Linked DNA regions of Rattus norvegicus: region 2 is linked to region 1. Evidence: chromatin contacts called from public Hi-C data. All regions are on one chromosome and are shown on one strand. The core of a region is the stretch at or near the end of the contact, and the rest is flanking DNA. Distances in the headings are between cores, read along the strand shown.

The links. Hi-C and Micro-C count contacts between places; a contact is called where the count stands out from the background.
Region 2: a contact with region 1 is called in a Hi-C map of liver, with 2.8 times the contacts expected there. The contact joins the promoter of Ubl3 here to the enhancer-like site in region 1. A contact is called at or near these places in 4 of 12 Hi-C or Micro-C datasets (Schwann cells, kidney, liver and 1 more).

Annotation. Positions count from the first base shown.
Region 1 is chr12:11,462,002-11,469,152 of GRCr8, reverse strand. No RefSeq gene overlaps it. Among named protein-coding and RNA genes, the nearest start is that of Ubl3, 44 kb to the left of the region's middle. Within about 2 kb of position 4,277, at least 3 of the 93 cell types and tissues checked have an H3K27ac peak or open chromatin away from gene starts, as enhancers often do. A contact at or near this core is called in liver, where this site is marked.
Region 2 is chr12:11,507,451-11,514,601 of GRCr8, reverse strand. It overlaps Ubl3 (ubiquitin-like 3), which reads right to left and starts at 4,690. Exons shown (of 5, transcript NM_001015030.1): 1 at 3,876-4,690. The coding sequence starts at 3,902.

The sequences.
Region 1 (7,151 bases), core at 3,028-5,527:
GTATTTTCCTCTTTTTTTTTTGGTTTTTTTTTTTTTTTTTTTTGGTTCTTTTTTTCGGAGCTGGGGACCGAACCCAGGGCCTTGCACTTCCTAGGTAAGCGCTCTACCACTGAGCTAAATCCCCAGCCCCAGTATTTTCCTCTTTAACTTTAGTTTTTCTGCATTTGTTTCTACTTTGCTCGAACTGTTTATTGTCTGAAAAGAACAGCCAGGAGAAAGCTGTTCATCCGGGAAACATTCCTTGCTTTAGTCCATGGCTCTCCCTCATTTCTTCCTTTCTCTTCTTTCTCTTTTTTTCTTTTTAAACACAGATGTTAGCAGTTTTTAAAGGTCCCAGCGATGCTAATATATGTCCTATACAGACGTGAAACCCATCAAATTTTGTCGGAAGAGAAAACACTAAAATATTAAGGAAATTTGTTAGCATCAAAAAGCATTTTTGATAAAGTCTACAGACTTCATATTCTCGTATTTATGACGTTGTTTTAAACATCAAATGTGGGACTGCAAAGCGAGGATGAACAGAAGCTTTCACCGGGTGGAAAGAGAACACCTGAAAGAGTTCATGTCTTCTTTATCACCATACAACTGGTCTCTGATAGCCACCAAGATGGGAAGAACTTTCTTGTCTCGGTCCGTGCTTGACTTTCACGTGTGTTTTCAAAACCCTGGAAAGACAAAGGTCACTGACCTCTGGACAGTGCCAGTGGAATGGATGTGATGTCAATGGCAGAACCGCTTTTTGCTGGTGTCCCATTGGTATTGCCTGGAATCCTGAATTGAAGAGAGCGGAGTCCTGGGCAGGGAGGGGCGGGGCGGAGTGTGGCGTGGTGGCGCGGGGCAGGGGCTTCCAGATTTCACTGAGCCCAGAGGAGTGGAAGCAGCCTGTCGGAACAAGTCCACTTGCCAAACATGGCTTACAGAAGGCCTAGACAGGCTCCTTGTCCATTGTCTGCTTTTGGGGCCAGTGCTACGTATGACTTCAGACCTGGCAGATGACACGCTGTTTCCTCTGGCTCTGAACCATAGTGTTCTCTGTGACAACGGGAGATTCCCTGGTTTCTTGTCAGATCATGTTAATTCTGCCCACTTCCTGCTCATTTTTGTCACAAATGTGAGATCTACTTGTGGTTAGATTGTTTCTTCTATGTTGGCGAAGGAAACATTCTCCTTAAGACTTACAGTTATCATGGAGGCTGAGAATCCTTCTAAATTCCCCATCGTCTTTCTCACTTCCCGTGGACGCCACGAATATCACTGTGGCTTGGCTGCACTGAAGACATGCTTGAAAAAAATCTGCATAGATCAGTGAAGAAAACCAAGAGGTTTCAGTGTAAGTCAGTGGTTCTCAACCTGTGGGTCATGACCCCCACAGGGGTCACATGTTGGATATCCTGCATAGCAGATATTTACATTATGATTCAGAACAGTGGCATCAAACAGTTAGGAGGTAATAATAATTTTTATGCTTGGGGTTGGGGGGGCACCACAGCATGAGGACCTGTATTAAAGGGTTGAAGCATTAGAAACCGCTGTGCTAAGGTAGCAGCTTTGGACGCATCTTGCAAAGGATTGAAATAATACCAGTTAAATGATATAAATAGCAAACTCCATGACCAGTCTACTGCTGATATTGTATATATTATTTTTATTGTCTAAACTTTAAAGAGGAAATTCTAAGCTTTCTTCTTCTTCTTCTTCTTCTTCTTCTTCTTCTTCTTCTTCTTCTTCTTCTTCTTCTTCTTCTTCTTCTTCTTCTTCTTCTTCTTCTTCTCCTCCTCCTCCTCCTCCTCCTCCTCCTCCTCCTCCTCTTCCTCCTCCTCCTCCTCCTCCTCCTCCTCCTCCTCCTCCTCCTCCTCCTCCTCCTCCTCCTCCTTCTTCCTAAGTTTATGGGCATCATACGCATGCGGGTGTCCAAAGAGGTCAGAAGCTATCGGGTATCTTGGAAATGAAGTTACGGGCATTTGTAAGCTTCAGGTGTTGGGAGCTAAACCCAGGAAGAGCAGTAAGTACTCTTAGCCGCTGAGCCATCTCTCCAGTCCTGTTTGGCTTTCCTAAATGAATTTAAATTGCTTCGCTCTGTGTAGATTAATAGTCATAGTCACCACCCTATACAGAACATCGGCTTGGTCTGTGGGCGTGATGCTTTTGTGCACTGGGTAAAGGTTATTATCCTTGTGTTATTCAAAGGCTGATGTCTCTGCTCGAGTAACTTGTTTCAATCAGGACACGGCATTGTAATGTTTATGTCTAGAATCACCCGTCTTAAATTTGTGTAAGCAATTCTTGTCATTTATTTCTCTGCCTTTTTAATAAATGCTGATCACCTAGTGGCTGGGCAAAATAGAGAACAAAATAGAGAAACTCCCACCAGCCAGGGGAAGGAAAGGGGAGTTTCAGGGATGCCATGAGGAGAAGGTCCGGAAAGACTCTACAGGAAGAAACATCTAAAGTAGAGAGAGCTAGGACGGCATTAAACTGTGAGTATTAATTGAGATCGTGGCTGGAGGTAGCCGGATTAGCATGGAGGGTTCAGGTAGGTCATTTAACTGCTCACCTATTGAAGTGCAGGTTGAAATAAATCTTGGTTTCTCCGTGTGGTTACTGGGAACTAGTAAAGGTAAAGAAATACAGCGGCAGGATTAATTCCCTGATTACATTTATATTTAAAATAAATTCATTTTATATTTGTCTTCATGAATTCTACCAGGAGTTCCTATGATGATCCATTTTGCCCATTAAAAGGCTGGTAATATGGGTTGGTAGCATAATTAAAACGTTTTTGTTTAAATATTTATGAACTAAATATAATCAAGTTGCTATATTTAAATCTAATGTATTTATTCTACTGTATATGACATACATATGTAAGAAAAATCACCAAATATTCCCCCCTTCATTCCGATGAGAGAAATGTCTATTGTCACATCTTCAGGAGCACTGGCTATTGGTTAAGGAAGACCAATGTCTGCGTTTACTCCAGATTTCATTAATAATTCTGCCTCGTGATCTCTGTGCTGAACTTGATGACCCAAGGCCTGTGGGAGTCAATGAGATTTGACAAAGGCGGCATTCAGCTTCTTTGGATCCATTTCAGGAACGGTCAAGCCTGACTGCGTAGGGGGAACAGAAGCACTGCCAGGGCCGAGTGGCCTCGTTAACTGGTTAATCATCGACCCAATGCATCGTTGACCAAAACTGGAAAGTCTTGTCATCTGGTTGCCAGATGCTGACAGAACTGAGAGGGAAACACTGGAACTCAGGAGCTCAGGCCAGACTTTAACGAACTGGCTTTTGTTATCATACAAAGCTTCCTCAGACAGGGATAGATCAAGCACGGATGTATATGAATGGGTGTCTATATTTTTCTGACTATCTGTTCAGAAATCTATTAAAGAATAATATCTTTCAACTTAAGGGACTGTAATATCATACCTCTCCGTGAGAATTGTTACAAACGATGCAATTCTAACCCTTCAACGTTACAACTTCACCTGGTGTGCAAAGGCATTGATACATACAGAGAGATTACTGAGTAACAGAAACTTTGTGACTGTAGCTGTTATCAAACTTGGGAGATCAAAACCTGTGACCCAAGCCAGGTCCGTCCACCCACCCTGGATGAGCCTATTAAAGAAGCAAATTAGTAGTAAAAAAGGAAATGAGGGCAATGTGTTCAATGTGGCCACAAAAAAGAAAAAGAGACCCAGTGAACAGCCCCAAGTCTGTCTCCAGGGTTCTGAAGTGAGATTAAGAGTTCCAATGCACACAGGTAAGCAGTCACCTTCAAACTATGGTTCTGGCCATTCTTGTCTGGCTTTGAGGCTCACCCTGTAAAGTTAGGACCTTGTGTAATCTTTTTCCAGGAGACAAGTTCCCCTTCTGGCTGCGATCTTTTCTTTGTCTCAGCATCAAACCTCTGAGTAAAGCCAGTTGGTGGTGGGGTATTTGAAAGGCAGAGCTAGACAGGTCTCTGAGTTCAAGGCCAGCCTGGTCTACAGAGTGAGTTCCAGGACAGGGGCTACAAAGAGATACCCCCTCTCAGAAAACCAAAAGCAACCAACCGACCAAAATCCAACAAAACAAAACACACACACACACACAAAAAAAAAAAAGGGTGGGTGGGTGGGTGGAGAAAGAAATTCCTGGGAAAATTTTTATTTCTCTGGGGTCTACTGTTTCAAACGGTCTGATAGTCAGATGGAGAGACACGAGCGCCTCCTTTATTACCTGCATTTCTGCCGCGCCAGTTGCGTAACCACTGTGTGCTTATCTTGAGGCCCGAGCGTATCAAAGCTGTACTACGGGCTGTGCACCACGAGGAAGCCAGCGTGTGCTGGTTGCCCACGCTGGAGGAGATTATCAGCTGCATTTATGATTGAGCTTTTGGTGAAGTGGTTGCACTGTATCCTTCCTCTGTCAGGCTGTCCCGAGCTCTTTAGTATCAAAGTTAGATTCATGATAACACAGCGAAGATCCCTCAGCGCGTCCTCATCTACACACGGCTAAGCCATCAAGGGTACAGTACAATGGCTAGAAGCCCTAACCTGGCACGTGAGTTCTGCTTGCAAGTAGTCTGAGACGAGAGGGGTATCTTGACCCTTCTCACTTCCTCTCCTTAAATGCAGATAACGTCCTCTGAGGTGTTGCTGGGACCAAGTAAAGAGACGACGTGTGAACCGGCCTGGTGTCTATTAGTCCTGGTTGAATGTGTACCCCAAGTCAGGAAACACTGGCCCAATGTTGCTGCTACTCAGTGTGGACCGAAGGAGTGGGCCCCGGGGAGTTCCAGGACAAGGAAAGATGGCCTCGGTTCCTGTTTCCTCGGGAGATCCCAGGTGCGAGGTCTCAAGCGCTGTTTAGATGTGATTTCGATGAGAAGAATCCTTGGAGAAATCCTTATAGAGAAATGTACTTGGCCTTCAGACTCCCTTCTGAGTGGATCGGCAGCTTCATAGAGACGTTTTTAGAATCCAGGTCTCGTTGTAGTGATCACAGTCCCCTGAGAGTATCATGAACTTCCGGGGACAAAGACACTTTGACCTGCATTTGCTGGAGCGGTTGCATCAGACCATGTGAGCCACACAGCAGGCAGCTCCTTCCCTCCCAAATGTTAGAGATTTTACTTCACTGCTTCCTCCACTGGGCTGGAAGAAAAGGCCTTATGGCGACCCGGCTACTATTTTGAAGGGAGGGTCACTCTTCTAGTATGGGAAGAACATAGACCTCGTGATTGTGTAGGTGCGAGATCTTTTATTATCTGTGCCACCCAGCCCACCTTCAACAGTACTAGCCTGGTCGTTTGGAGGGGCGCGTGAGATCAGGTGACTTACAAACAACAGCAATGTGTTTGTCACAATCCTAAGGACTGAGCACTCTTGGATGAAAATCTCGTACTAATCTCTTCATGTAAGGAGGGTCTCTTCCTCAGGGGGAAAAAGGGTGTGTCAGTCATCGTCATGCTACTGTGATCAAATACCCGACAGAATCATCTTAAAGAGAGGAAAGGTTTACTTTTGCTCACAATTGCAGGGATATCTTGCTGTCACAGCATAGAGTTGGGGAGAGCATTAGAGCTCACTCGTGGTGGCCAGAAAGCAGAGGGAGGACGTGGGGACTGGTGGGGGCAGGTCGGGGTTCTAGCCCGCTTGCTCCTTTCACATCCAGAGCCCACTTTATTGGCTAGGGAGCAGTCTAAGTGTCTTTCCTTTCACTCAGCCTTCTCTGGGGATGACTCCCAGAGCTGTTTCCTAACTCCAGGTATGTCTCAGCCCAGCCGAGTCCACAATGAAGATAGACTATCTCAGGGAGGGAAGGGACTTCCTCTGGGAAATTTTGATTCCCCCCAAATTTTGATTTTTGGGAGTATTGATTCTGGTTGCAAGGTCTCCACCCTCATGACCTCTACCCTGAAAGTTTTCATTTCATGCTAATATCTTTTTGGAGGCGAAGATTTCATTACGTGAGTTTTGGAGCAGGGGCTGGGAGTTGAGACCCCTTTAGTTCACTGCAGTGAGTGTGCCTCGACGCCTTCATCTGAACGACGGACAGACGGACGGACAGAGTGCCACTTAACCCCTCACAGCTATGACATGGGTCAATGAGGTTAGGAATGTGCCAGAATCCGTTCATGGTGTTGAGGAGATGGCTCAGCGGTTAGAGCGATTATTGTTCTTACAGAGGACCTTAGTTCAATCCCTGTACCCATGTTGGGCGGCTCACAATTCCACTTCCAGAATATCCGATGTCATATTCTAGCATCCGTAGATACCTGAACTCATGTATACACACACACACACACACACACACACACACACTCTTAAAAATTATTTTTCTTAAATAAATGAAAGATCAGAAAGCATACCAGATCAATGAGAGCCAGGGTACAAATGTACAATTTAAAGAAATCCTGTAGGGAATAAGAAAAGACGATTTAACGCCCTGCGTTCCCTAAGACACAAGTTTCGAGCTTAGGACATATGCTGAATACCTTTGATGGCTGGTCTTCACACTGGCCCAGCCCCACTGGAGCATCTGCAGCCTGCTGAGGGCTGAGAGCTGGCTTTCAAAAATCCTTTTAACTGAAGTAACATTTTATATTGCAATTTTAATATAATATATCCTCTTCCTCTTTCTCCTCACTCTCAACATATATATATATATATATATATATATATATATACATATATGTGTGTGTGTGTGTGTGTGTGTGTGTGTGTGTGGCTTGAGTTGGAGTCCATCTTGAACTATATGAGGACCTCTCCTCTGCTCCCCCTCTCCCACGGGTTTTGTCAAGACTGGGTACCAGAACTAGAACTCTCAGATAGCTTCAGGATGGAGGATGCTGGTTGCTAGGGAAAACAACCCTGCTGATAAGAAGATTAGAACTTGGGGCTGGAGAAATGGCTCAGCGGTTAAGAGCACTGGCTTCTCTTCTAAGGGTAACGAGTTCAATTCCCGGCAACCATATAGTGGCTCACAACCATCTGTAATTGGATCCGATGCCCTCTTTTGCTCATATACGTAAAATAAATAAATAAATGTTTAAAAAAAAGACTAGAACTTTTGGTTTCCTTATCTGATCTCTGGGAAGAGTGAGGGCTAGAAGTCAAGTTGATCACATGTTAGTGACATAATCAATCATAGTCACA
Region 2 (7,151 bases), core at 3,441-5,940, 45 kb before region 1:
GGGGAAAAACCGGTGTTTGTGGCAGGAGAAAGAAAAGGATAAATGGAGTCTAAGCAAGGAAGGAACCCGCATTTCGTCTCAGAATACTTTCCCCATGGTGACAGTTCTGCCTTCTGGATCCTGGCCTGGCCTGGCTCCTCCTCACCATCATTGTATGTTAACTTAGGAAACCATCAAAGGTCACACTGAAAGGAAATTTATTTTAGTTATTTCCTGCCCACTAGAGGGCTCCAAAAATATTTCTTTCTTGACTAGAAGAAATAAACCAAGCATTACAATTAAAGTATTCTATGAAGCATATGAAAGGTACTGACAAAACCAATTGCCACCATACCTTTTGCCCCCAGACTACGAACTGTTGATCAAGCAGAGAGAGCACCAGCTGCTCTACAGAGCAGTGCGCCTCACCGTCTACACACATCTCTGCAGTCTCCACCTTTCTGCTTTTAAGACAGGCTCTCATTGTACAGCTCCCGCTAGCCTAAAACTTACTTTGTAAAGCAGGCTGGCCTTGAACTCATAGCACCTGCCTGCCTCTGCCTCCTGAGCACTGGGATTAAAGGTGTGCACACCCGGCTCGCAGGTGATTTAGCAGATAGGGTTTGATGTAACGGATGTCCAAAAGCCATAAAGTGCAATTCTAGTCCAAAGTCCTAAGTTGTCTCCCAAAGGAAGAAACACTTTTATGAACATAGCCTACATGCTGAGACCTTTCCCAATTCAGAGTCCTCATCATGGGCTCCACCTGTCTCCCTCTCAAGTCCTATCACCCACATGTCACTACAAAGACACAAACAATGGCTACAGCCCAAGGAAGACCACAAATTGTGAACTGTTTTCAAAATATAAAGGGAACTACTGTTTAAATATGATGTATTTAATAAAATTCTGCTCCAATATTTTCAGATTTTTTCCACACGTAGGAGAGATACTAGTAAAATGTGTTTCCAACTCTATCACTATCCACAAAGAAAAATCAGCATCTCTTGTAAATAAACTCATGTTCCTAGAACATACGTGTGTGTGTGTGTGTGTGTGTGTGTGTGTACACTGCAGAATGGTGAAAAGAAGGCTCCTTGCGAATTATTGTATAGAAGGTGCAACAAATCACGGACGCATTTTATCCTTCTGGATAAAGTATGTTTTTACAGTAAAGAAAGTAAATTTTAGTGACTCCTACTCACAAAATTAAAACTAGTGTTAAAATACCAGTCACAAAATGAGCTACAATCATAGCCATAAGAAGACTTTATCCAAATGTCAATTGAGTTAGCAATTATCATCCGTCTGGAAGGAATTACCGCAAATGAACCAGGGCAGGGGCTCTAACATCAGTGCCCCGCCCCACCTCCTGGGCAGGATGTTTCCAGGGCTGATGAGCACCATTAAGACGTAAAGGAGCAGAACATTTGTTTCTAAATAGCACTTGAAAGGTTCATATTACAGCACCCAACAGAAAGGCAATTCTGCACTTCTAAGTTCAACCCTGTGACAGATCATATCCTAATCAATTTAGAGTCAGGCTTAAGGAAATGTTTCTTAGTGGGAACATCTCTGCTCCTGAAGAGATGGCTTTCAAAAATCAAAAAGTAATAAACCATCCTCACTTCAAGTCACCAAAGCAAACTCAAATTGTCAGTTTTTGGTATGAGGAGTTTAGTTATGAACAACTTCTAAGGAGGCAGTATTTAATACACACACACACACACACACACACACACACACATGCACGAATGCGTGCATGTGTATATACATACATACATATATGTATGCATGTATATATAGAGAGAATTCTACACACTTATCAAAGATCCTTCTGACAGAAAAACTAAAATTTAAGTAATAGAAAATGGTTGTTTAAAAAGGATTTTCTCAAACAATCATATGGTCCAGCAAGATGAACACAAGATACAAAACCCACTTAGAACTTGGAAGTCTGCACAGGCTACCTCTGAGGCACATCACAAGGCATTCTATGTTTATTACATAATATTGCTTTGCCCTTGCATATCACCTTTAATCAGGGATCTCAAAGCACCACTGAGTCATCAAGGCCTTAACACACAATCTCAAACAGACAATAGTTGTAGTTTCTAATTGTGGCTATTAATAAAACCCTTGCCCCTACGTCAGTCCCTCAATCCCAACACAGCTTCCAGTCATCAAGAGATGGCATCCCCAAAATCACCTCGATGTGTGGTTGGTGCTCTACACCCCACTTTTTCTTTATCAGTGGGCCCAAAGAAAGTGGCACTGCTTTAACTACACACATCTATTCCATTACAACTTCTCTGACAGAATAGATGGCACTCAGGTGGGTGTAGCCTTCACTGCGCTGATGCTATAAAATGGAGGCTTTACAAAGAGCAAATCTTTGCCCGAGGCTATGAGCCCACAGATCACTCATCAAACAGGGGAAGAAGCATTTGCAGTTCTGTGTAGAGACCTCTCCAGGCAACTCCAGAATAGTGGAAAGAGAACCTTGGCAGCCACTCAGGCAGGCAGGAGACCGTTCCCCCTGCACACATCAAGAAGGAAGAACAGCTAAAAGGACAGAGCCGAGTTTAAAGACTCCGGAAGCAAAGGCTGCAAGCAGAGTGGCCACCCGGGAGGCAGACCCAGTGGTTCCTTTGCATTTGAATAGCATATTAAGTGGAAAATCAAACAAACAAAATACCTTTAAACCAAGGTCAAAATACACAATTTAGGGTCATTTTTCTTTTAAACATATGTAAAACAGGTCATCCCTCCATAGAAATATCTGACATTTTAAAAATGCAGTCATTAGCAAAGTTCAATTTTGGGTTCGCACTGTAATTCACACACATTTAAATGTCAACTTGACATAAGTGGGCATGATTACATTAACTTCGATTCTTTCAGAAACAGGATTATTCATCTCCCTGTAACTTGCATTATGTCTGCCCTCAGGACTGCAAAGTGTCACTTCACACTCCCACAAACCCACCCCTCCGCACTGTAAGGCTACACAGTAACTGCCAGTCAACATACTCACACCCTAACATTTAGAAACCAAAGGAAAAAGCCTCAATAAACAAGAGCACTTTTTGTTTCCAGTTCTCAACGCCCAGTGATGCAGGCTCAATAAACATGCTTAACTGGCTTAAAACAAACAATAGACAAACAAGAACCTAAAATGCAAAACTGTTAAATACTTGGTTCCAAGAAACCTTGTAATATCTATATTAAAAATGGATCCCTTACGCGATCAGCCTAGAATTGAAAAAACATTTAAATAGCTCGGATTGTCATAGCTGTTCGGCTAGACGTTTCCAAGGGCTCGCAGCAAGACTTTTTCCGAAGAGGTGCGCCGCTGTCTCTGAAACTATCAAGTGTGCACCTACGTCTGAGCGATCTTGTCTGTCGCTGAGCTAGACAGCCTCTTCCTACCCTAGGTATCCAGCACGGCGCCCGTCCCCGGCTGTGCCCACACAGCCCCTGACGTTTTCTCGAAGCGTTTAAATCCAAGCCTTCAGAGCCTTCTAGCAATCGGGAAGGAATTTCCTCCGCTTCCACTGCATTTCCCTGCCTCTGGCGACTTAGAAAACACAACCGAACCAGTGACTCCCAGCGGTTTAAAAAGAAAAAAGAAAAAGAAAGAAAAGAAAGAAAAAGAAGAAGCAAAACCACAACAAAAACTAGTGCTTCCTAAAAAAAAAGAAAGGAAGGGGGGGCGGATGAGGGGAGAAGAGCCAACTTCTCCAAAACCAAGTAGACTGGCTTTTCCAGAAGTGCCCCCATTTCCCCCCCACCGGGCCCCAGAAACCTTCGCCCCGACGCCAGCGTCGTCTTCCGATTAAATCAGATTGGAAACCACAATACAATCCGAACCTCAGAACTTATCGTTCACTTACCATATCCGCCGGGACATGACTGGACATCTTGCCTTTTGAGAGTGGGCCAGAGGTTTACGCAGAAAACAAAACAAAAACAAGAGCAGAAGTGCTGGAGCTTCGGAAAACCCAAAAGCAAAACAAAAAACAAAAAAAAAACAAAAACCCTTCACAATTCTGATCGGTTCGTGCTGAGCTTTCTCAAAAGGAAAAAAAAAAAGTAGAAGTTACGTGGGAGCACAAGAGCTTCTGGGGCGAGAGGCGCGAGGGGAGTCGATCGTCAGCAGCAGTAGCAGCTCCAGGACCCGCCGCGCCAGGTGGACAGAGCCGAGTGACACAGGGACATGGAGTGGGGTGGGAGGGGGTTAAATGCGCCGTCCTCTTTCCCCGGCCCAGGCGGTGATTCACTCGCGCTCGCGACTCAGGTCCTCATTAAAGCCCCGGCGACGAAGTGTACAGATAACTATGTGGCTACACATCGAGCGCCGAGCTGAGAGCGGCCGGGGCCGCCGAGAAGCTCAGCGCGCGCCGCGGGGCCGCACAGCCGAGCTGCGCGCAGCCGCGCTCAAGGGCATCGACCTCGCCGGCCGCCGAGCCGAGCCGAACCGGGCCGAGCCGAACCGAGCGCAGCGCCGGGGGGCTCAGGCCGCGGGCGCCTCAGCGCAGCAGCGCGGGTCGGGCCACATCGCGTCCGTACTCCGGCCGCCTCCGCCTCGCTGCCTTCCGCGGCGTCTTCCGGGGGCTCCTCCCTTAGCTTGGGAACAGCTCCCCCTCAGAGCCCTGACTCTCCGCCTCCTCCTCCACTCCTCAATCCCACACGCCCCGGCCGCCTCCTGTCATCGCCTCAGCCCAACATGGCGGCGGTGGCGGCTGCTGGTGCCTGAGAGCCGACTTGGGAATAGCGCCCCCTCTCCCCCGCCCCCGTCTGCGCTTGTTCCCTTCGTCACAACGGAACCCTCTCGGAGCATCACGGGAAATGTAGTTCGTGCAGGTGAGGGGAAGGGGCCGCCAGGGCGTCCTTGCGGGCATCAATGCCACGCCCCCGCATAGCAACAGTTCCCTGCATAGCAATAGCTTCCTTGTCTCCAGTTTAGAGGCTCTTGCCCTGCAGTCAGTTCCTACCTGTGTCCAGAAATGCCATGATTACGCGGATTGTTGGAGGAAAACAACTTGCACGAAGAAGTCCCTCGCGCACTGTGTAGACTCTGTTAAAATAGGACATACCATGGTGCAGAAGCATGCGTTTTAATTATTGCAAGTTCTCCACAACCTGCAATCTCAGACCATTTTATTGAGTGAGTTAATCTTTAGGTCTCCTCAACATGACAGTTTGAAGATCAGAAGCAATCATTGATTTCCAATAAGGCCACGGAAGTTCAACAGAAACAAGGCTCTCATGAAGCAGAGGCAATGTTTGAACACACGTTTTCTGAAGTGCCACGGCCATAAAGCTACAATCTACTTAATTGAAATGACCAGAAACTGTATTAGTCACAATAGTGATATCATGCAAAGTCTGTAGCAGAGACTACCTGTAGATTCACCTACTTCCAGCCTAGCCCCTCTTTGACCCGGTGACGTAATTGTATTATGAATTTAAAACAGCATAATATAATGCTGGTGCTAGAAGATTTAGGTGGAAAAATATGTCTGCCACAGATATCGGATCAGAATAGAGAAACCACAGGTATTCAGTTGATCCTTAATCATATCTCAGACCTCTCGGAAGGGCAGTTTCAACACGATACTACGATACTACTACACCCACCTACAGCTGTGACCTCACCTATCAAGCAGCCTTGCCTACCTTCCAGGGCTAAAGTCCGGGTGCTGTTATGTGGATGATTTCATACATGGCACAGAAATCGTTTTGTAAATAGCACACATCTTCTGACGTGAACTGTTGCTACTCATCCTCTTTCTCTCTCGGCACACAAATGCACCAAGCACTCTGCAGCCACTGAGAGTTCAGACGTGAGCTATGCAGTCCCTATCCCCACGGAGCTCACTGTCTAGGAACCTGTGTCATTCCCCATGACCATCTCCCCAGTCACGCTTGTCCTCATCGGATGGGAACTCACAGGACACTTAAGAGGACCTACCTGTCTTTTGAATGGTGGCCTGACTGAAGAAATTCCATGCACTCCTAGGGCCCTGTATCACAGACCCAACTCCCTAAGAATCCAAAGGTAGAGGAAAACAGAGGCCCAGGCTCACTCCAATGCGGCTTCCATATTTCAGCATCTGTGGGTTCTATGGTCTGTTAATGTAGTTTCTCTGTGTGTGTGTTGAATAACCACAGGACCCTTCCCCACCACCAATCCTCCTGGAAATCCAGACAACTGGAACTCTTCAATCCACCAGCAGATTCTGAAGAAGTACTTGATTACCATTTAAAAATGCTCACCAGGTTAATTCCCCGTGCCCCGCCTACTCTCCACCCCCCCATCCTCACTCTGCCAGACCTAAGTGCTAATGAAAGTCAAGAAGCCAAAGTTGGCAGAATGAAGCACCAGCCCCATTGCCAGGGATGTAATGACCCCTACTTGGAGCCCAAGACCTCAGCATGTCTGCCCCTGCCCCTTCTGTATAAGGTCCCCGTCTTTTAAAAGTAAGCTTTCTGAACCTGGTTGCATTCCTAATTACTCAAATAAGACAACAGCAAAACTCATTGGAACCCTTTCCTGACATAATTCAGGCATGAAGGAGCATTGCCGAACACAAAGGGATTTCTCCGCTCTGCCGCCTCTACTGTGGAGAGAGAAGTGAGGGGGTGCAGAGAGCAGCCTGCCTGTCCACAGCAGGGAAGGGTAACATCATCCGGTGCCTCCGATCTATTGTCAGCATCACCCGGAAGGCAGGAATGACACAGCAGTTTTGATAGGGAAAAACTAACCTCACAAGAAACCAAAGAGCTAACTCTGCCACGAAGGAGTCTGTGGTGCTCCTCTGCCTCTCTGACGCTCTTCCGCTCCTCTGGGGAGCTTCATCTTTAATCCCTAAGGGCCCTTCTAAGAATGGGTGATGACATCGTGGGCCCGTCAAAAAAAAAAAAAAAAAGCTACGGTAAATTGTAAATTCATAGAGATGAAAGGGGTTGTCTGCGGCGGGGTCACAGGGTCACTGAGATAAAAAAAAAAATTAGATAATTGGGTCGCGGCAATGGTCACGGCTGGGTATGGTGAAGGAAGCCCATAATCTCCGGGCTGCACATTAGGACCAGGGCGGCCAGGGTTATACAACAAGGCCCTGTCTCAAACAAGACCAAACAAAAATGGGCAAAACTGGGAATATTCT